Linked DNA regions of Mus musculus: region 1 is linked to region 2. A link is a contact called in public Hi-C data. All regions are on one chromosome and are shown on one strand. Each heading gives the region's core, a stretch centred on a gene start, on an enhancer-like site or on the middle of the called end of the contact. The rest is flanking DNA. Distances are from core to core; before and after follow the strand shown. Region 1 holds the start of Chst15 (carbohydrate sulfotransferase 15). Region 2 has its middle 52 kb from the start of Gm34725.

The links. A called contact is a pair of places that touch in the nucleus more often than the background predicts.
Region 1: a contact with region 2 is called in a Hi-C map of cerebral cortex, with 2.9 times the contacts expected there. The contact joins two enhancer-like sites. A contact is called at or near these places in 3 of 39 promoter capture datasets (the 3T3-L1 cell line, cranial neural crest and hippocampal neurons), 10 of 484 Hi-C or Micro-C datasets (cerebellar granule neurons, cerebellum, cerebral cortex and 3 more), 11 of 115 datasets of contacts at active chromatin or transcription factors (craniofacial prominence, differentiating embryonic stem cells, embryonic forebrain and 8 more) and 1 of 9 other capture datasets (pancreatic islet).

Annotation. Positions count from the first base shown.
Region 1 is chr7:132,310,190-132,317,662 of GRCm38.p6, reverse strand. It overlaps Chst15 (carbohydrate sulfotransferase 15), which reads left to right and starts at 435. Exons shown (of 8, transcript NM_029935.6): 1 at 435-616. Gm10584 (predicted gene 10584) reads right to left here and starts at 1,999. Exons shown (of 1, transcript NR_028578.1): 1 at 1-1,999. Within about 2 kb of position 5,027, at least 10 of the 459 cell types and tissues checked have an H3K27ac peak or open chromatin away from gene starts, as enhancers often do. A contact at or near this core is called in cerebral cortex, where this site is marked.
Region 2 is chr7:131,908,123-131,914,944 of GRCm38.p6, reverse strand. No RefSeq gene overlaps it. Among named protein-coding and RNA genes, the nearest start is that of Gm34725, 52 kb to the left of the region's middle. Within about 2 kb of position 5,169, at least 11 of the 459 cell types and tissues checked have an H3K27ac peak or open chromatin away from gene starts, as enhancers often do. A contact at or near this core is called in cerebral cortex, where this site is marked.

The DNA of each region.
Region 1 (7,473 bases), core at 3,778-6,277, 400 kb before region 2:
ATCTTCAGCCCACAGCCGATCACTGGAGCCTTTCCTTGAAGCAGTCCCAGTAGGCCACTGCGGCAGTGGTACTCGGGGTCCTGTAGAACCTTACCTCTCAGAAGAAGCAAACCTACAGGGCCCAAGAGCTAGGCAGCCTTTGTAGAATGCAAAAATACAACAGAGGGCGCCGAAACCACTCGCGTCAGTGGCCTTGAATATCAATGTATGGGCTGTCTCTAGACTGCCAAGTTCCTTAAAACTGTTTCTGGTAGCCGGGTCACTGCCACACACACCAGGTTTCGGTTTTGTCTTGTCGGAGTCACCGCAATACACAAACTGTATTTACTTGCTGGGCGAGGGGGCGGGGACCAAACCCACCGCTCAGCAGGGCGCGCACGCCTTGATCTTGCATTCCAGACTCGAGCTGATGTGTGTCAGCGCGACATGGGGCGGGGGGAGGGTTCTGTTCAGAGGTTTCATTCGCCATCTGCAAGTCACTCCCAAACTTTTCCTCCCAGCGCTCGGGGAGTCAGGTTGACGCGCCCTGGGTGCGGGGTGCTAGGCGCGGGGCTGGGCGCGCGCTCCCGCGGAGTCGGAGCTGCAGAGGCTTCCGAGATCGTCTTGGGCTTTTCAGGTACAAGTTGGGCTCTGGGTGACTGGGCAGGGGGTGGCGAGTAGCGGCGGGCGGAGGTTTGGCTCTGGGTCCCGGTGCCCCTCTGCGGGTTCGCCCAGGTTGGCGGGGAATGGGCGCTGGGAGTCCGGACCGCCAGGGCTGTGTGCAGCTTCACTCCCTGCGCGGAGGCTCCGGACGCGGAGGCGGCGGCGGCCCAGGCAGACAATGAACTTGGAGCGCGCCGAGCTCCGGCAGGTTTGGGCCCGCACCCCTCGGTCAGGCCTCCTCGCTACAGGCACGGTCCCCTGTAGGAGGCGTCCTTTTCGCTGCGCGGTCCTGGCCGTGCTCTAGGTGCCCAGCACGCCTGGGGACCCTGCGGGAAGGACTACCGGTGGCGGAGCCGGGGCTCACACGCCCCCTCCCTAGACAGAGCGAATGTGGTCCGAGCTCCAAGACAGAGGACCGGGTGCTGGCGTGGTGGCGCTGTGGACAGCTGGAGGCCGGCGGAGGACGCACGCCGCGGGGCACGCACCGGCTAGCTGTCCCGCAGAACCGCCCCAAGGAGTCAGAATTCGCGCGACCCTGGGTCGGCCAGGAACTGAGAGGGAAGGACGACTGATATAAGGCCAATGAATAGACAGATCGGCGATTTTCTGGAGCGAGCTCTCCACAGGCAGAGCTGGGGACCGGGATTCCCCTAGTCGTGTTCACTGCCCCTCCCCCGCACACTTTAGGGGAAGTTTCCAGGCGTAGCCTGGGGCAGGTACGTGGGCATCTGCCACTGTCTCTGGGTACCAATCGGAGCCGCCTCGGGAATCCGGGCTCTAGCCGCACTGCCGCTCTGGGTGGGAAGGCTCGTGTGGGTCTCGGGGAACAGCCCCAGGCGTCAGCGTCTGTGGGAGCAAGATTCCCGAGGAGACACCGTGGGGACAGGCCTGGGAGGAACCGAGGGATCAGTCTCAACTTTTTTTACTCGCCGCTTTTCCCATCGTCGCTGTACCCTAGTCCCCGAAGCGGCCTGACTAGGGAGTCTCAGCTGTGTCTCCCGCCAGCTGGGGAGCAGAGAGCAGAACGAGGCAGCTCTGAGCTAAGCCGTGGGGGCGGCGGTGGCGGGTGGTGATGGTGGAAGCCGAGAAGGCAGGGGCCCGGACGCGAGGAGCGACGCTGAGGATGTTGATAGCGTGCTAGTCCGTGGGGCTGTGTGCTCCAATGGAGTGGAAGCGGGCGTTGTGTCTGGTAGCGGGTCTTGGCGCACTTGCCCATGTGGAGCCCGGGGGATCCTGGATGGCGGCAGGGCGAGGGGAGCCAGACTGTGCAGGGAATGAATGGAGAGCAGGGGAAGCGCCTTCTTTCTCCTTCTGGCGAATCGATTGGCCGGCTTGCGCTCATTTGTGTTCACGTTTAGGACTCCGAGGTCCCGCGCACCCTCGTTTTGACTGCCCCACCGTGGTCGAGTGTCCACGTTGCCTGCCTGCCTGCCTGTCTGGATCCGCTAGAGCGAGCAACCCAATGCTAGGGCTGGTTTGCTTACTGCTAGGCTACTGGTGGCTGGACGTGGGCACCTCTAGTAAGCGCGCTTTGTCCGGGTTGGAACCTGGGGGTGGGAGTGGGGGTGGGGCACCTTGTCCTAAGTCTTCTAATAGATCTGCTGGACTCTCACTGTGGCGAGTAAGTTAATGGCATGGAGTTTCCAGGAATGAAGTTCAGGAAAGCCTTGTGACAGCCTGTGGCCAGCGACTCTGAGCTGGTTACTCTTTTATCAACTGCTACTTCGTTCGGGCCGGTGGGGTGCCTCTGTAAGTGAGGACTGGGTCTTCAGAACATCCACTTTCTGCAATTCCTGACTGGACGGTGTGGATCACTTCCTGGGTTAGGGTGAGCATCCCAAAAGTTCATCTGAGAACATCTGTAGTCCCCTCTACTCAAGGTGAGGCAGAGGAAACCGGGAGGTACAGAAGCTCTCCCAAAGTCTCCCTTGGAACTCCCCTGCTCTCCAACTGATCTTTCCTGTCAGCTGTCTCATTGCAAAATCAAGACTCCCTTCTGCAGAATATGACATTGACTGGTTTTGCAAAGTTGATCTGTTGACTGATCCACAAACACACACATATGGTTTTGTTCAAAGTAGCTTGGGAATAAAAAATGGTTTATAATTGGGTTGGTTTTGACCAATAAGTTTGCTTCCCCCCCGCTCCCCCCAAACTAAAGAAAAACTGAGGATAATTTTCCTTTTTTCTTTTTGTCATCTCAAGAGATGGAGTTTGGAGGGGAAGTGGCTTGCTATTGTTGTTTCTCTACTAGGGCAGAGGTGAACAGGAAGTGAAGCTCTGGGTCCAGGCTTCCTCCCAAGGTCTTGCTCCCAGGTAGCTATCTCAGGGTCTCCTGAGGGAAACAGCACCGAGGAGACTGGTTATCATTTGCTTTTTGATGCATGCAGAACCTGGATCACTGTCCTAGCCAAAGATCCAGTGTTGTTACCTGCCATTCTTCCATCTTCATCCTTTCCTCCCTGTGTCTGAAGAGGGGCCTGGCTTTCCACATTTCCGAGAGATTAATCCTTGCATCAGGAGGAAGCTACACTTGATGGAAAGGTTGGGACCAGAGCCAAAGGGACTCTGCTTATTCAGACCTTGAGAAGGAGCTGGGGAGTAATCTCAGATTAACAAGTTGGGCCCTGGGAGCTGGGGAGCTTTGAACCTGGAGATAGCAAGTTGGAGATGTGTGTGTGTGTGTGTGTGTGTGTGTGTGTGTGTGTGTGTGTGTGTGCTGGGAAGAGGAGGGAAACACCTTTAGCAGGTGAGCAACACAAAGGAAAACCTCTGTTCAACTCTAGCCAGTTGTTCACGGCTCTTGTAATCTCAACACAGTTCTTAACCCTAGATATGGAAGCGTGGGCTGGAATCTCAGGATGATGGAGGTGGGGTGGTGGTGGTGGTGGTGGTGGTGGTGAATGCTCTTCCCCAGTTCAAAGCTCCACGTCTGGCCCCTTGCTGCTACTTAAAGAAGACCCACACTGGTACAGATAAGGACTAATGTGCTACTTGTGCTACTTCTCATGCCTGGGCCTATTGGGCTTGCCTAGGTCCCCCCACATGCTGTGTGTCATGTGTCCATAGCTAACCCATGCACCACCTTAATGGACAGTGAGACTTGACATAAAACTTTTTGTATACCAAATAGATTCCACCCTTGAGCCTAAGGATGGATACCTTGGGGATAGGACAGACAAAGCGCTTGCCCTCTTTTAAGAGGGACAGACAGACATACCTGTGTCGGACAGACAAATGATCCTTAAGTTGCAGGCCTGGGAGCAAGAGTGAGGCAAAGCACGTGCAAGAGGGGGGTTGGCTGAGGGGGTGGAGAGGAGCCTGGGCTGCAGCTCTTTATGGCCACTATGCTGGCTTGGGTCTCTTACAAAGTCCCAGATAAAGACAGCCCTTGGAGTTGGCAGCTGTCACTTTGCGCCTGTTCCTCCTCCTGGAGCTTCAGCTGGCCCCTATTTGTAGAGACATTGTTTGAAGACCATTTGTGTGAGAGAGGAGATGTTTTTCAAGAGTTGTAGCTGGTGTGGGGGTGTCAGTCATCTGAGCAGTCACTCAGGAGATGTGTCCTCAGTGGTGTGGGGTTTAGAAGCGACTGTTGACTCAATGGGAATAAACAACCTTCGTCTCTTTCTGGGCTGTAAGGGGGCTCAGGTACTGTAGATATTGAGTTACTTCGAAGGGCAGTTTGGTCCTCCAGCTGGGAATAAAGAGATCATGTTTGTTCTTAGCTTGTTGACTGTACAGACAGGGTGTTTCAACTTACACAGTCCTCAAGTATTGGGGTCTAGCATGGTCCCTGAGACTGCTTCTCCTCTGAAACACTAGGACCTAATGATACACATGAAGATCTGGCTCTCTACATCCCGAGGTGAACATGGAGGTGGCGGGTGCATGCTTAGCTTATCCAGCCTAATATCTAGGAAGAAAAGGGCTTGTGCCGATGTGGGCCAATAGGGACTGTTTTTCTAAAATACGAGAACTGAGCAGCAAGGCTGTTTTTGATAATAGCTGTCATTAGCTGCGTCCCTATACATTCACAGCTAGCCCTGCGCTAGGCAAGTCCCACAGATGTTTCTATCCTTTTGCCTCTTTCAGTGGTCCGGGGAAGGGCAATGGAACCCCCACCATGATTTTGGTTATTTATATGTGCAAGGAAGGATGACGGAACTGGAGTGGGGACAGGCCTGGACCTAGAAGGAGAAGGCTGTGCAGATCATAAGTGGTTGTGTATGTGTGTGTCTGTCTGTCTCAGGGTTGACAAGTGGGAAGCAATTTCTGTCCTTTACAGAATTTGCTAGGATGCCAGGGAAAGGGGAGCCTCCTCTCTGTCATATGCAGTAGCTCTGTACAGTATTTATGCGTTCCCTTTAGGTGTGGCCCCGGGCCAGGTGCACGGGGGCAGAGAGTCAGCTCTCAGCACGCCGTCCCTGCTCAGCGATGAGATTAGTGGGCGAGGCAGAACTTGTGCAAGTCAGAATTACATAATGCTGCTGACAGCCGTCTTTGAGGGGCCTTGGGAAAGTACAGTGGGAGACTGGTGAGTAGCTTGGAGGTTGGAGCTTTGGGGATGATGTCACCCAGGTGTCCTATAAAAGAGCAAAGCCCCTTCCAGGTGCCAGGAACAATGCCTGGCAATGCATTCAGGAAGCACTGGGTTTTTGTGGTATTTTTTTATTTTTATTTTATTTTTTTGGTTATAGAACTCATGACTGAAGATGGAGAGACATCTCTGAGGCCTAAGATTGCATGGCACCCTCCACCCGGACCCCTCATATGTATATTTCCTTAGAGCAGCTTTTCTCAACCCTTGGGTTGTGACTCCTTTGGAGGTCAAACGACCTTTTCACAGGGGTCGCCTAAGATCACTGGAAAACAGACATTTACATCATAATTCACAACAGTAGTAGTAAAGTTTCAGTTATGAGGTAGCAATGAAAATAACTGTATGGTTGGGGCTCACCACAAATGAGGCACTCACTATATTAAAGCGTTGCAGCCTTAGGATGGTGGAGAACCACTGGCCTAGAGCATCATATCCTCCCTCCAATATAGGCTACTCTGAGGCCTTGGCCGAGAATATAGTACAGTGATAGAGGGCTTGCCTAGCATATGCAACGAAAAAAGAGAAAAGCATTGAGAGAGAGACAGAGAGAGAGACACACAGAGAGAGGTCACCTTGTTCCAGCTATGTTTCCTGAAGCTGGTCTGTACCATCTTCTCATCTGTCCAGAGAGGGAAAGGGCCTGTGGGTGCTATTTAACACTGTTATATTAAGCAAGGTAGAGACCAGGTCACTCTCAAGAAAAAAAAAATGCTGGTTTAGCTGGCCTTTGAATGTCACATCTTGAGCCCTTCTCTGAGCTTGAAAGGGGAATGGGTGTGGGCAGGGAGCTCCTGGATGGGGCGCGGGCTCCTGACACCTCTTTTACATCTCTTGAACTCATCTCAGTTCAGGCATTTTAGCTTTCTGAGGAAAGTAAGGCTGGCAGGTCCTCAAAAGCAGAGGGTGTCATTAAGGAAAGAAAGAAAGAAAGAAAGAAAGAAAGAAAGAAAGAAAGAAAGAAAGAAAGAGAGAAAGAAAGAGAGAAAGAAAGAGAGAAAAAGAGAGAGAGAGAAAGAAAGAAAGAAAGAAAGAGAGAAAGAAAGAGAGAAAAAGAGAGAGAGAGAAAGAAAGAAAGAAAGAAGGAAGGAAGGAAGGAAGGAAGGGAAGGGAAGGGAAGAAAGAAAGAAAGAAAGAAAGAAAGAAAGAAAGAAAGAAAGAAAGAAAACTTGGGTACTGTACAGAATTGTGTTTGTGGTAGGAACACTGAAGCAGGCAGCCTAGTCACCCAGGTGTCTGGAAAATACCCCAACATGAACAGATAATTAGATACAGGCTGGGCACAATTCTGTTTTCCTTACAGTGTTCTGGGGCCGATGGTTTCACATTTTCTCTGGAAATGGAATATGTGCCTGCTGGGCTGTTTTGTTCTTTGTGGTCAAAAAGATAGTGTGACGGCCACCTAGGAGGAAGACATGCTTTTCTGTGCTCGCTTCCCTTCGGGTACTGGGCCCATGGCTCCGGCAGCACATAATCCAACCTGCATTACTGAGTAGGAGAGGTTAGAGGGAGGATCCTTGCAGTGTTTGGCTGCACCCTTGATACGTGGGTTTTAAAGCGTGTCTGCACATTATCTGCTTATGAATGATCTCAGTCAATGCAAAGAAGGGTAGCCGGCACTTCTGGTCAGCATGTTTAGGGCCACAGTGCAGACATTCTCCTAGCTCAGGGCTTGGACACCCTAGCCACTCAGAGAAACCATGTAAGTCCCAGGCAGAGCCTGTCTCGGCTTCAAGGCAATTCTGATTCAAGTTCCTGCTGTGTTTTCCCTCTTATTCCCGTGACCCTGGCAGCAAGGCTTAATGTATCATAGTCTCCTCATCTAAACACCTAAGCTAACAACCTCTGCCTGTATAGTGGTTTATTATAAATAGTACAAGTTCGGGTTCAGGGATACTCCCGACATCCAGCTACTTTTCTGGTGGAGATCAAATGTGACTTTTGTTCTTATCGGAAGCTGAGGTTGGCAAGTCTGGTGAGGCAGTATGATGGATAAGGTATACCATGAGATGCTTTGACTAACTCAGCAAGTCTGCACACCATTGGGTGGGTGGGAGTGGGCTTTCCCCCTCCTGGACAGGTCCTTTCCTCCTTGCTGGAGGCAGCAGAAGTGTCTGCTGACGAAAAGGCAAGCAGTGAAGGTCTATGTCTCACTTCTGTATTCCCAGGACTGTATAGATACTACCTGGCGTAGACACTGGAGGGGTGATACGTGTTGCTTTCTTCCTCTGTCT
Region 2 (6,822 bases), core at 3,920-6,419:
AAAAAGAAATGGATATTATGCTTGCAACACAGCAAAATTATGCCCAAAGTCCACAGCTGCCAAGTGGTGAAGCCCAGATTTTAATCCAGGTCTGCATGACTGCAAAAGTACTACAGATTTAAAATGATATGTTAATGTATGCCTCTGGAGGAAAATGTATATAGCCTGCACAGCAATAAAATGTAATGGATTTGCCAGACCACTTTCAAAATTGAAAATAAAGAGTTCCCAGTTAAACTTTAAGTTCTAAAAGTTGGGGTGGGGCAGGGAGTGGCTGATTGGCTGACTATAGGACTTCAAGGACGAGAGATGCAGCTTTTCTCTAGGGCATTCACAATAGGAGATGAATCTGAGAGAGCACACAGGCCTCACACCATCCATCAACTACACAAGCTAAGCTTTTGGGGGGCAGGAAGGGTAAGACTCTACCCAGTGGGAAGTCCTCCAACAGGAGGACATCCCTATCCCAGGTTCTCCAGGCAGAAGCCTTGGGGCCTGCATGATTAACCAGTGCCCATAAGGGTCTCTCTGAATCCTTGGATTTCCAAGACACTGGAGGGCCAGTTCAGACTGAGTTCAGGAGTTCAGGGCCATCTGCCTCCCACCTTCTCTAATTTCTGGAGGCTGCTATAATTCCTCCTGGACTCTTCCTCTGTCTTCAACACTCACACAGACACTTTAAATATCTCTCATCTCATCACCTCTCCAGGCCTCTCTCTTCTGCCTCCCTCTTCCATTTACAAGGTCTGTCCTGACTACATTGGACTCATTCATTGTAATCTTTCCATTTCAAAATCTGGGGAACTATATGGCTTAATTCCATCTACAACCCTAATCCCTCTCTCTTGGCTAGTTTCACTTCAGCTTGACATAGCTGAAGTCATCTGGGTGAGCATCAGTTGAGAAAAACGCATCCAGAAGAATGGGCTCTAGGCAGACAAGCTTGGATGGCATTTACTTAATTTGTGGTTGATGGAGGAGGGCCCAGCCTGTAGTGGGTGCAAATAACTCAGGCTAGTAGTCCTGAGTTCTATAAGAAATTAGATGCAGCAAGCCATGAGGAGCAAGCCAGTTAGCAGCACCCTTCCATGGTCTCTGCATCAGCTCCTGCCTCCAGGTTTATGCCTAGTTTCTGCTTTGGCTTCTCTCAATGGACTGTGATTCAGGAAAGTAAACCCTTTCCTCTCCAAGCTGCTTTTGATCATGGTGTTCCATCATAGCAATAGAAACTCTAAGATACTTCTCTGCCATGCAGCCTAACATTTGTACAGCTTGGCGATGACATTTGCTTTTCTGTGAGAGGGTGCAATTCAGGGGGGTGTTCTATAAGAAGCTGTCTATTAGGCTCTGGTCCATTGTGGGTGGCCCAGCTATGAGTACCCCTTTCTCCTACCTCCTTTTCCAGTCATTCCCATAGTCCTTCCTTCCCATTACTCTCCTTTCGACCACATGGGATAGCAGCTTCCATCTCTGGCACTGTAATGAGTGACCTTACTCAGCATTTTAAGGATTCCTACAGCCTATCACACCCACATTTCTCCAGCACTTGGCAGGTGCCTGGCACAAAGATGCCCTCAAAACAAGCTGTCAGGACCCCGGAACTCAGTGAGTAACTTGGGTAAAAGGACATACAAAATCTTAAATAATCTCTCTCTCTCTCTCTCTCTCTCTCTCTCTCCCTCTCTCTGTGTCTCTGTCTCTGTCTCCCTCTCTCCCTCCCCCTCTTACCACCACCCCTGTCTTCTTTCTGACCAGACCATTGTCAGTTCAACATAAGACATATAAAGAATAGAATAAATACCTTATTGGGAAAAGATGAACTTGATCCCATTCATACACAATACACTTCAAAAAAGAGTTGTTCAGAAACTGCTCCCCTGTGCTACTCTAAGCCAACTTTGGAGGATAGATGGAAGAGCCACTACCCATAAACTGAATGAGCTTTTTTTGTGAGACTTTTCACTTGAGACCACAAAATCATACCAATTTTACTGCTGAAATATTTGACTGGCAAAGTTGGTAGATAGGGGATGATGGATGATAGAGCCGTGGGGAAGGAATGAAAGGAAACCCTTTGTGCCTCAGGGACCACTTGACAGGGTTCAAGGGCACAATGAAGAATGTTCTTTGCCTTGATCAAACTCCCAGTGACGTGTTGTTCTTGTGGGTTTCTAGCAGGTAAAATCTTTCCAAAGCCTGGTTGGACGCTGCCTGGTAGCCATGCTGGACAGCACTCTAAGAAGTAGGTCTGTTACTGTTCAGGGCTGAATCTCTGGCCTATAGTCTTATTTTTCTAACTTAAAGAAGAATGAAAATCAGTTTGGCAAGACCACTATCAGATCTTCAATGACTTGCCCTGGTGCTCATCTTGATGTCTTGAGGGACAGGACACGGTATGGTGATAGGAGTGTGCAGCTGGGACTTTACCTCAGATCTTGGCAGACCAAGAAGTACAAAACAGATGGGAAGTAGGGCTGACTCCATAACCCACTTTTTCCAACAATGTCTTGACCTCTTAAAGGTTCAACAGCCTGGGTCCAGGAGATGGCTCAGACAGTAAAGTGTTTGAAGTGCAAGCATGGGGACTTGCTGAATACTCACAACATACACTAAAATCTGGTATGGTGGTACATGGGCTGCCATTCCAGCACTGGGGAGGCAGAGACAGGAGAACCACTGAGGTTTGCTGACCAGCCAGGCTAACTAATTGGTGAGTTCAGTGAGAGAGGCTGTCTCAAAACAAATCACAGCAAAGTGATTGAGAAGACAACCCAGCATTGAACTCTGGCCTTCATGCATATACTTGTACGTGAAACCACACATACATGTATGCCAACATGGAAAAGATCCCACAACTTTCCAAAAGTTCCACCAACTTGGGAGACAGGTGATTAGGCACATGAGTGTATGTTGTGTGTGTGTAATGGGGGGAGGGCAAAATCACCTTAAAAGAAAGTGGAAAGCAAATAAAAAGATAACAAGTACATATAATTAGAATGAAGAGGTGGCATTTCCAGGTCATATGTGTGAATACTTCCATACCTTTCTGCAGACAGGTAACGCAATCTGCACTTGTGTACTCTGGGACTCCTAGTTCCTTCTCCCACTATATTAGTGGTAGCCCATGTGTTTTATGTAAAGATATAGCTGCAAAACTCCTTGTATATTCCCCCTCTCTTTTTTTTAGCATTACCAATATCAAGGCGATATTCCCCCAAGCCCAGATTCCATAGAGCATCATGCTAGAAGGTTTAAGGTCATGGAGGACAGTGATGTCCAATATCTCCTTCGCAGCATATGGAGTAATGCATAGAAATATGGGATTCTCTCTGACACTAAAGCCTCAGGACATTTGCTAATAAAAAAGACTCCATCAAAAAAAAAAAAAAAAAAAAAAAAAAAAAAGCTATGTCATTTACAGGAAAATGAGCTCAGGGCTAGTGCACAAAGGTCTGGACCAAGTAGAGTGTGCAGCTTCTTTTGGGGACCAGTACTGTTTCACAGTGGGGCTTTAAGAACAGTCAGCTATTGGATGGATCACAGGGCTCCCAATGGAGGAGCTAGAGAAAGTAACCAAGGAGCTAAAGGTATCTGCAACCCTATAGGTGGAACAACATTATGAACTAACCAGTACCCGGGAGCTCTTGACTCTAGCTGCATATGTATCAAAAGATGGCCTAGTCGGCCATCACTGGAAAGAGAGGCCCTTTGGACTTGCAAACTTTATATGCCCCAGTACAGGGGAACGCCAGGGCCAAAAAAATGGGAATGGGTGGGTAGGGAAGTGGGGGGGGGGTATGGGGAACTTTTGGGATAGCATTGGAAATGTAAAGGAAAATATGTAATAAAAATATTTAAAAAAAAAGAATGGAATCTGAAAGGACACCTTGATCCTAAGGCTGTGCAAGAAGGAGAAGACTCGGTGAGTAGAACACACTCCTGTCTCTTCTGGGTTCTATCTGATTCTGGCCCTGTTGCTTTCACTGAATCTGACCTGAAGCCTTCACAGGCATCTCTATCACTCTTCCTGCCCCGCCATCACTCAGACCACAAACCCCAGACACAATGGTCTCAGCCTAGTCACTCTGCCTCCTGAAAATCTCTCATGCTGTCTTCCTTTCTGTACTTCCATTTTCTTTACTCCCGACATCTAGATTACAGATTTTCCTTGTCTCTCTGTGTGTGATTATGTGTGTGTGTGTGTGTGTGTGTGTGTGTGTGTGTGTGTGAGAGAGAGAGAGAGAGAGAGAGAGAGAGAGAGGTCATTACATATGTGTACATGCGTTCTCATGCATGTGGAGGCCAGACATAACTTAAAATGTCATCTCTACCTTCCTTTGCCTTACTTCGCTGAGCCATGGTCTTTCACGGAACCTGGAGCTTCTGGACTCCGTTGGAAAGGCCTCCCAGCATGACCTAGGGAGCGTCCTGACTCCATCTCATCAACACTAGTTATACAAACCCTTGCTGCCACATCCTGCTTTTACCCTGATGCTGAGGAACCAAACTCAGGTCCTCATGCTTGGAGAGCAAACACTTTGCCCACTGAGCCTCCCCAGCCCCAGAGTCTCTTTACTGCTAGCTTTGATCTGACCCCACCTCAACCCCACAGACCTAGCGCATAAGCTGCATGCTCTAAGAAGCCAGACCCACCATTCCTAACCCGAGTGGCTCCCTGTGGCTGCAGGAAAATCTAAGCTCTTAACGAATGAGAAATGACCCTTTCTGATTTTGTCTAATTCTCCTTAAACACATCATCATGGTACATTAAGCATTTTATCTTAATTTAAGACCCACGTCGTTCGTTGGCTTAACGGAAGCCTTCCTTCGAGAATAAAGCCTTTGTTATGAATTCCCAGTCATTTTTCTTATATAATCCTTGCTCTGAAAATTGTCTATAATTTCCAATTTCGATCTTTAAAATAAGGGAGAACTCAAGCAGGGGCAGGTATTTTTAAACATATATGACTCTCTCCAGGCTTTTAAAATCATCCCGCCCACACCCATTTCAGAGAGTATTTTTAGCGACTTCCATTTACAGAACAAGCTTTTTTCCAAAGAACTAAACTTAGTTTTCATGGAAACAACTCTTGCTTTTGGCACGCCTGTTTCATCAGCTTCTGTAAACTGTTTAATTACAACAGCAAGCACAGCTGATCTGGGAGGCAGGATGCCTGGCCGGCAGCAGAGGGACAGCACTGGCAGACAGCCAGGCTCTGTCATCCCTGAATAAGGTAGCCAGAACATAGGAATCTTTGCTGGCACAGCTGCCCTTCTATCTAACCTCAGAATGCCCCTGTCCAGATGACCCAAGGCTCCTCTCTCATTGTCCAAAGCTTCTGTCTAATTCCACTTTACCCTCAGTTTCTCACTAGGACAGCTTTTACTTTTTTTTTTACTTTTTAAAGTCATACACACACACACACACACACACACACACACACACACACACACGGTGCATTGTGGTTATATTCTCCTCCATTACTCTTCTGTATCTCGCTGTGATGCTTTGTATGTGCTCAGCCCAGGGAGTGGCACTATTAGAAGGTGTGGTTTTTTTGGAGTAGGTGTGTCACTGTGGGTGTAGGCTTTAAGACCCTCATCCCAGCTGCCTGGAAGTCAGTATTCTGCTAGCAGCCTTCAGATGAAGATGTAGACCTCTCAGCTCCTCCTGCACCATGCCTACCTGGATGCTGCCTTGCTCCCACCTTGATTATAGACTGAAACTCTAAACATGTAAGCTAGCCCCAATTAAATGTTGTCCTTTTGAGACTTGCCTTGGTCATGGTGCCTGTTCACAGCAGTAAAACCCTAACTTAGATGCTTGGTATCTCCTTTCCTTTTATCCTTCTTCCACCTAGAGCACCCCACCCCCATCCCAACCCACCCTTTTGGCTACACCTCTGGAGAAAGTGACACACCCTCTTCCAACATCCATTAGCAGCCATCAGCTCCTCAGGAACCGTTAGCATCTCATGGTTACCTCTTCCATCCACAGTAGCATACGGGAGGGCCTGCTTCTGTGCAAGTGTTCATAGTCGCTGTGTGTTCATGGTTGCAATGGCTACGTCCTATCTGGATGACAGTGCATTGTGACACTCCTCCTATCCTCTGGCTCAAAATTCCTTCTACCATCTCTTCTGTAGTAGTCCCTGGACCTGGGGGGTGGGGATACAGATAATCCACGTAAGCCTGAGCTCATGTCAATCACGTGTCCTTAGTACTTTGACCAGATAAAAGTCTCTGCATTAGCTCTCCTCTTCTGCCCTGGAGTGAGAGTAGGACTAGGCTACGGGCATAAAGGTGAATACTTAGAAGGCAGTTTGATGTGTCTGTGATCTTCCAGTCATTATCCTTTGACCACGTTTGTAATGCGTTAGTTATGTCTTCCCTTGTATGAAGAGGATCTCAAGTTCAGACACAAAGTAACTGGTTATCCCACAAATAGTCATGCCATTATTGTTGCAGTGACCATGTACTGCCTGTGGGGGGCAGTATTGTAGCACACCTGGGTATGGTTAGCTGACCTACTTTTGCATTTCCTCCTACGGTGGCTTACATAGCACCTTCTGGCACTATCAACGCAAGTCAGCAAGGAGGGAATTTCCAATCCAGTTCTATTTTGATTTCTTTGTGTTCTATAACCAATCTGTGAGGTATTTTGAGCAATAGGGCCTTACCATCTAGTTCCAGAAGATAATTGATGGTAATGGCGGTAGTGTGAATTCTTCTGGAGGCCTCTGGGACCTTCCCAGCCAATAACTACAAAGGTATCTTATACCTGGCACTTGTTTAAAAGCCTCTAACTTCTGGATGCTGCAT